Regions from separate parts of the Gossypium hirsutum genome. Here region 1 is linked to region 2. A link is a contact called in public Hi-C data. All regions are on one chromosome and are shown on one strand. The core of a region is the stretch at or near the end of the contact, and the rest is flanking DNA. Distances in the headings are between cores, read along the strand shown. Region 1 holds the start of LOC107919866. Region 2 holds the start of LOC107918264.

Region 1 (4,302 bases), core at 678-3,177, 230 kb before region 2:
AACTTTTGCCTAAGCTTGAATTACACTAATAAACTAGTCCTACATTAAAAATCTTAACTGATTCAACATACTGAGCTGCCATTGGATCTTTTAAATATCTTGATACCTTATTGACTGTCAAGGTTGTGTTGCAGGACATATCGTTAACCATTGGACATTTCTTTTGTTTGATACTAGGTTTTGCATCACTGTGCTGCTTCAATTAACATAAACAATAAGGTTTGGAATATGTATTTTGCAGAGCTTCTACCAAGATTGGTAGAAGCTGGAGATGATGGTAATTGTGGGTCTACTGCTGTATGTGATACAATGTGCTTGCAGGTATGCCTTTAAGCAATTGTTCCTTTCATCAATTCTTAGCTGCTCTTACCTGGATTTAAATTGTGAATCATTGTTCATCGATAACATTCAAACAGTATAGAAGATGGGATATTTTATTGTAACCTCCTTTCTCTTTCCTCTTAGGGAGGGTGGAATAGTTTAGAATTTCCTTTAGTTTTCATCATAAGTCTCCTTTGTTTACTTTGTTCCTATTATAATTTTAGCCCCTTTTATTTCCTCCCAGGGAGGCTTCTATTTATCTTTACATGTTAAAGGAATTTTGTTTTGGAAACCTTGGTTATTTTTCAACTTTTCCCCTTACAGGCGCTTTCAAAAAGAATTCACTATGGAAAATTTGTAGCAGAGGCGAAATTTCGAGAATCACCTAAAACTTATGAGGATGCCATTAGAGCAAAGGTGAAGTTCCTTTCACATTTATCCTACTTCATCCTTTTTGTTTAGGCTGCTTCATATTCGTAATTAACAGATTTTCTTCCTTTCCTCTTTGCCTACGGAACTGCACCTAACAGGACCGGTCTCGATTGATGGAGTTGCTAACATACGAAACAGTGGAAACAGCAGTGAAAAAGAGAGTAGATATGAAAACGAAAACATATGGTCAAGAGCTAAACTTTCAACTGAATGGTGTTGCAGCAGTTCCAGATCCTGTGTACAAAATCGAGCCAAGTTTAGTAGCTGATCTCTACGGAGATTGGATCATGCCCTTAACAAAGGAAGTTCAAGTTGAATACTTGTTGCGACGGTTGGACTAATGTAAAGTTTCCCTCACAACTGACCAAGGGAAGGGGAAACCAAAGGGTGTATGAACATCACTACCTTTTACATGTTAAACTACAGAATTTCAGTTTTCTAATTTATAGCACAGCTTTCCAAATACCCAGTAATGTTCTTCATCAAGAAGGCGAAGGGTTCGAATCCGGAAAAAGAACTCGTCCCTCCTATGTGATCATCTAACAGCAATGTGAGCTTCAAGCTTGTGTTAGTAATACGTTCATTTGAGTTCAGGAAGGGCAGCTTTTCTTTTTTGTAAACTCATTTTAGTTTGATTTACATAGTGTTTAAAACTTTCTTCTAAAACAATGGTTGTCATTGTCAACTTTTGAGCTGGAAAATGAATGAATCTTGATCCTACCATGTGCAGCTCTCATGTTTTAATCATAGCTTAATTATATTATAATATTAGAGCATAATTATTAAGCTTCTTGCACATAAAAAAGATTAAAATTGGAGAACTTTTACAATCTTCTGTCAATCACACTGTCATCTTTCCTTTTTTTCTTTCCAATTTTCAACCTTTTTGGCTGCTGAGAGAAGTGACTGAAGTAGTGACTTTGAAGTGTTCGTGTCCCACAAAATAAATTCATTTAAGGACAGTTCTGTAATTTTAATAGATTATCTCCAGAAATAGAAAAAAAATATTTTTTAAATGGGATAATTGGTACAAATTAACAGAAAATTTTTCAAATAGAAGAAAATCTGGAAAAAGACAACAGATTAGCACTGTCACCGTCATTTTTCAAATGACATAAACACCCTTGACAAAAATTTAAATGGTCGAGAATCCCAACCCAGAAGACAGCCGCTTTTTTGTTTCATCTTCTTCAATGTACAGCTAGCATATGAATATTTGTCTGTTGCTTTTGGGATTTGTTCCTTCACCTTTAGCTTTTCTTTCGTTTAACTCACTGAGCAAAAGAGGGAAAGCTTTGCTCTTTTGGTGAGAGGCAGAGACAAGGAGAAAATGGAGAAAGCATTAACTAAAGTCGGGAGCTTGAAAGTTGGTGGGTTATGGATCTCAAAGAAAGCTAAGGAAGAGTTCTCTAACATCACTGCAGATCTGACTGTAAGTAAAGTAATCTTCTTTTTTGGGTTTCTTTTTTTGCTTTTTTCTTCTTTGTATTAGTATTTTGGTTTATGGATTTTGTAATGTGGGTTGATAAAAGGATAACCTTTTGATAGTATATGGAATTGTTAGGTAATGCAAGATCTGTGGGGTTTTACTTTTAAGCAAAAAAGTACTGATTTCAGAGATGGGGTTATGAACTAAACATGAACGTATTTGTAAAAAAATAAAATGTTTGGCTGAGATGAAAATGTATTTTTGTGATAAGATTTATGTGTAGGACATTCATTTCTTCATTTCAGATGATAAAGATTGCATTTTGTCTTGGAAGATAGTATTGCAAGTGATTTGATTTTTGCTTAATTTCTTGTACTTCTGTGGGATTCCCCCCGATTTCAAATTATCATATATGTTTGTCTTATACATGTGGAAACATTTCAAATTGATTCTAGAGTTTTAGGACAAAGGTTTGGTTCAACAATGGATGTTTTTAAGTATCGTCCTTTCATTGCATTAGCATTACTGTAGTTATCTAGTACCAAAAGACCACCTTAGACCTGATGTTTAAATTAGTTTTATCTTATCAGTATATAGTTGGGAAAAGCCACCACTGAGTTCAACTTTTAAAGAAGAGTACTAATGCTAATAGACATTGAAACATGATTTCGAATGTCCATTTGTATATTTATAGTTCATGCTCCTTTACCTTTCAGTTTCTCTGAAATGTTAATTTCTGCAGACTTTCTCAAACACCGTTGAAGAGAAGGCAAAATGGGTTTTCAACAAACTGAAAGGTACAGAATTATTTTATATGCGTACTCATTTTTTGCTTGTATTAGTCAGCGTGACGAAGCATAGACTGAGTAGCGAGTAAGTGCGTATTTTTCAGTTAAGGAGAGTGGCAGATACTTACTTTTTTGTGGTCTTCAAATGCTTTGCAATGCCTACTATTTCTGGCCCCTACCTTGCTTCATTAAAGGAGATTCCGAGCATGAGTCCTTCCCTCCCATTCAGCTATTATAAGGGAAAAAAGAAAGGGTTTGCCGTCGAAAATCACCATGTCTTGAAAATTTCAGTTCCTAACCCCTTCATGAACACTGATATGAGAAATATGAACAAATCTAGTGTGGTAGTCAACTGTCAAATAGTTGCATTATCTCCACTCCTGTGATGTTCAGTTTGTGGTTAAAATCCTCCTCCGGCTTGCTTCAGCTCCTTGTTCTTCAATATGAAAAAGAAATTTCTGTCAGTGGCCTTTCTTTTGCATGATGTGTTATTGATTGAATATTTCGTTCAAGAACAATATTATGCATGACTTTGTTCTGCTTGCTTTCCTGAATATATTGCACGAAATAACTAGTTCTTTCCTACAGGAAAGCCAACGAAAAGCTTGCCAGATCTCCTTCAAGAGTACAACTTACCGCCGGGCCTCTTTCCCCAGAATGTTATCTGTTACGAATTCGATGAAACCAAGGCGAAGCTGATTGTTTACATGTCCTCTCCGTGTGAGGTCAGCTTCAAGGATTCCTCGGTCATAAGATACGCAACACGTGTGAAGGGGACTCTCCTTCGGGGAAAGCTGACAGGCATCGAGGGAATGAAGACAAAGGTCCTAGTTTGGGTTAAAGTGACAAGTGTGGCGGTTGAAGGCTATAAATCAGACAAGGTGTGGTTTACTGCTGGAGTTAAGAAGTCAAGGCCAAAAGATGCTTATGAAACACCCAGGGATGCTGTTAGAGTTGAAGAATTTTGAGCACATATTATTCATCACTGCTTATTTATTTGGAGGGGGTATAGGGCACAACTATTATATTTATAATTTTGGGTTTACTGCTTAAATAGCTTTGGATGGTTTACTAGTAATGTTTCAAAGGACTCCTTTTTCATTTTGCTTCAAACGAAACCAATTTCATTCATCTAGTCTCTGCTCAAACAAGTTGGCTGTTATTTCTAACTGCTCAAATTCTAGTTATAGTCCTTTTACTATGATTTAGTTTCTTTAATTTGACATAATTTGAGTTAACAAGGATTCTTCTTTTAAAAAAATATAGTAATATTTAGCCTCTAAACTTGGTTTTTTTTTTTAGTCCACATCAATCTTAGGATTTGACAAGTTT
Region 2 (3,858 bases), core at 908-3,407:
TCTTCAAAGTCAGTTCATTTGAGATAAAACTTAAAAGTTTAAAAAAAAAAAAACCATTTCCCGGAACATTCTCAATATCTATCTTCTGATTAATCAGTACTCCAAGCTCTACATTTTACTATTTATTAAGCACGTCGAACAAGAATATAAATGCAAGTACAAGGATAGTAAAAAAAAAAAGGAACATGAAAAGGTCCAACAATTTGATATGGAACCCTTTGGATAATTGATGAATAGTTCTATGCAGCTTATATTCAATCAAATTATTGTATTAACTTTGTTTTTATTCCATGGCTAGTAGTAGATCACAAGAAATTTTATGCACCTGAACCATGTATGTCTATGGAAGAGTTGGAGAATCATCTTCAGCATAGTATGAGCTGCTAAAACCCATCTTGCTCGAGTTTTTGATGAAACAACAACAAATTCATCTTCATCAGTATTCCCAAGTAATGCTATTTTCTTGTTAGAACTCGATAAATATTAGCTGATAGCATAACAATGGACATAGCAATGGTCATCAACACAAAACAATTTGGCAAAGGTGGTTATGGTGTATCCAATATTGATTGACATTCACCATCCGAGGCTTCCATAGTGTACGATCTGCAACTGAAATAGAAAACCGTACTCATCATGGAATCCATGAGCACCACAAACGAATACATTATTACCAACAGAGGCCCTTCCCAGATCCTAGAAGACCCATCTCCATAACTTAATACTTTTACTCTATGTTCAAACAACCCTTCCACAAATGCTAAACCAATTGTAGATCCAAGAAATATCAAGAGACCAACTTGAGTCTGCCCCTTAATAAGAACACCGGCCCGAAGCATTGCCTGCGGTCCTGAAACTTCCTCCAACACGCAGATTACAATCCCGATATTGCAAACAACAATGGCATACGCGAAGGCAACCGAGAACACTAGCCCCATCATTATCACCGCATACACAATCAAGTCAGGTGCAAAGCCAACAACAGAAAGCAAGCTACATGCCACAACAAGGAAAACAAAGAAAGTGGTCACACAAGCAACAATAACCGTACACATCCACACATATGTGCAAACGAGCCGCCTCCAAAACTTTAGGATTATCGTGAAAAACTTTGAAGCATCGGCCGGTTTCCTCGAGTAAGTACAATCTACACAATAAACCACCGCAGCCTTGGATAACAAAGACAATGTGATGAACAAAGGGAAGCACATTGCGGAGGAAACAGCCGACTCGGCGAACCTTTGTGACGACTGTTTGATGAAAGGCTTCAATGGGAGTCCACAGGTTTTGGCAACTAACAAAAGCCTAACAGTTAATCTCTTCACAATGGAATGATCAACTAACAAATTAGACATAAAGACCAAAGATACAGGGCAAATAAACAAAACTGCAATGATAAAAAAACTGGACGAATTGTACCGTAAAATCCTAACAGTTTCTCTTAAGATCTCTAATGCATTCATCGAATGGAATTGGTGGTTATCATCACTAACATCATAGGATGATTCTAGCTCAAAACTTTCTTCATGGGTTTCCTTAGATCCTTCTTTCTCTAAATGATCTGATCTCATTCGTACGCTACCAGTTTCCATTTTCGTTAATCAAAACCCAGAAAAGATATCGACCCCAGCAGCTAAACAAACACAGGAAATTATATAAAACAGAAGTGTAAATCAGATCTGCAAGAGCTTGACGCACCTTTGTAATCCCCGAGAAGTTCACGAAGAAAACACAGTAAAAGTGAAAAGCATGAAGATTGTGGGATTGGAGGGAAATTCTCGAGTGTTAAAAAAAACAAGTCTTTTATGGAAGAAGAAGAAAAGAAAGATTGGTTATTAGAAAAAAAAAACGTACGAATTTGGATGTTATAGCATTGGCATGGCAAAACAAAGGGTATGTCTGAAGAAGTTAGCTGCCATTTTTTGAGGTGCTATGCCATCGTGCCGGCGTTCGTTAGTCTGTAACGGATTGAAAATGGGCTTTGCTTTTTTATGTTTTGGGGTTTTCAAGATTGGGAAATAGTTGTCAACACTGGACATGGAGGAAATCAGATTCAACAGGTGACTACCATTTTTGGAATTTGCGGCCTAAATCTTTTACAAAATTGGGATTTTCTTTATAAAAACCAATTGGGCTTTTGATTGATTAAACTAGGATAAACTACACTATACTCATTTTAAAATAGAATTTATTTTATTTTAATTATTTTTAAATTTAATTGCCTTAATTAAGATAGGCTCACGTGGTTAACTCATTGAGAGTAATTGAATCTTAGGATCTCTACATATTAAACTTTGATCAAATTAAGAAGATTTTGGTTCCCAGTGCTGCTGACAAAAAGTAAGGCGTCTAAAAGCTGGAAGCTTGACTTGAAGAAGTGTACACCTGCGCAGCTCAAAACTATCCAAGGTGAAGAAGCTTCTTCAACATTGGCACTCACACACACACACGTGCATATCTCATTGCCTGATCTGCTTAATGAAAGCATGGATGAAGTCAAGTAATTGTTATGAGAATGATGATTAATACAGATTTCAGGACATAATTCTTAAGTTCCCTAAACAGAGCTGCGGTGGAGATGGGTACGGTGGGGGAATTTGGGTGGCTTTGACTCTGACTCAGGTGAGGATAAGTGATAGGAGGCTTGAAGATGCTGTATGGAGATGGTGGTTGTTGAGCAGTAGAGAAAAAAAAAAGAGAGAGAGGTCCCAAACAAAAAATAAAATATCACTTTTCTATTATTCAATGGGTTAATTCAATGGGTTAACGTCTCAAGTGAGTAATTCATTAATGGATTATTAAAATTTGTAACGAAAGTGATTAATTCAAATAATAGTGACTAAAATATGAGAGTTTTTTATATAAATAATATAAAAAATTAATTAATTACGAAAATAAATTGGAGGATAAATTATTTATGAAAATATGTTGTTTGTTACAGTACCCGTCGGTGTAGCCTGACACATTGGTGGCACCACCCTCCTTTTTTAGCCAATCATTATGTAATCATATGTTTTAAAGAAAAACATAATCTTTTATTAGTGCCGACACTGTGCCAGGTAACATTGATATGTATTTTTCTAAAATGTCCTTGAAAATACGAGTATATATGGTAAAAAAAAATTGTAATGGAGTCACCAGTTTGTCAGGCGGCACCGGTGAATTTAAAAAAAAACAATGTCAGATAAAAAGCTGAGACAAGAAAAAAATATTTTTTAATGGGTGTCATCAGTGTGTCAAGCAACACCAATGAATTAAAAAAAACAGTGTCAAAAAAAGTTGAGACAGAAAAAAAATATTTTTAATAGGTATCGTCGGTGTATCATGTGACAACACTGATAATTTCAAAATAAATTATTTTTTAATAGGTGCTACCGATGCATCAGACAACGCCACTAATAATTTTTAAAAATATACATTTTTAATAGGTGTCGGTGTGTTTGGCAACACCATTGATAATTTAAAAAAAATTATTTTTTATGAGTGTCGCCAGTGTGTCAGACGACACTTGTACATTTAAAAAAAAGGTTGTTAGGGAAAAAATGAAAATCGAAAAAAAAATTATTAGTGGTGCTACCAACATGTTAGGTGACACCAGTAGTTTCGCGATGCTATCAAGATGTACCAACTAGTATTTATACCCACCCCCACCCCACCAATTCTATTGAAGTTTTGGGTTTCTGTTTAAATATTTTGTTTGAGTTGAAGTTTTTGCTTTCTATTGAAGAGAAGAAGAAAAAAGAGGAAAGATTTATGTTTAGTAGAAAGGGAGAAAACAGAAAAGAAAAGAAGAAATATTTGTGTTTTAGACTTCAAAAATCAAGTTTGAGTTTATAAGGTTAGTTTGTAATTATTTGT

What was found. Hi-C and Micro-C count contacts between places; a contact is called where the count stands out from the background.
Region 1: a Hi-C map of leaf shows a contact between it and region 2, with 3 times the contacts expected there. The contact joins the promoter of LOC107919866 here to the promoter of LOC107918264 in region 2. A contact is called at or near these places in 2 of 34 Hi-C or Micro-C datasets (both in leaf).

The regions. Positions count from the first base shown.
Region 1 is chrD13:15,563,993-15,568,294 of Gossypium_hirsutum_v2.1, reverse strand. LOC107919866 reads left to right here and starts at 1,927. Exons shown (of 3, transcript XM_016849269.2): 1 at 1,927-2,185; 2 at 2,925-2,979; 3 at 3,559-4,101. The coding sequence starts at 2,084. The coding sequence ends at 3,938. LOC107919863 (protein RETARDED ROOT GROWTH, mitochondrial) reads right to left here. Exons shown (of 7, transcript XR_001690468.2): 7 at 2,846-3,406. It overlaps LOC107919865 (chorismate mutase 3, chloroplastic), which reads left to right. Exons shown (of 6, transcript XM_016849268.2): 4 at 178-321; 5 at 646-738; 6 at 852-1,473. The coding sequence ends at 1,094.
Region 2 is chrD13:15,335,912-15,339,769 of Gossypium_hirsutum_v2.1, reverse strand. LOC107918264 reads right to left here and starts at 2,157. Exons shown (of 2, transcript XM_016847787.2): 1 at 1,855-2,157; 2 at 88-1,633. The coding sequence starts at 1,592. The coding sequence ends at 549.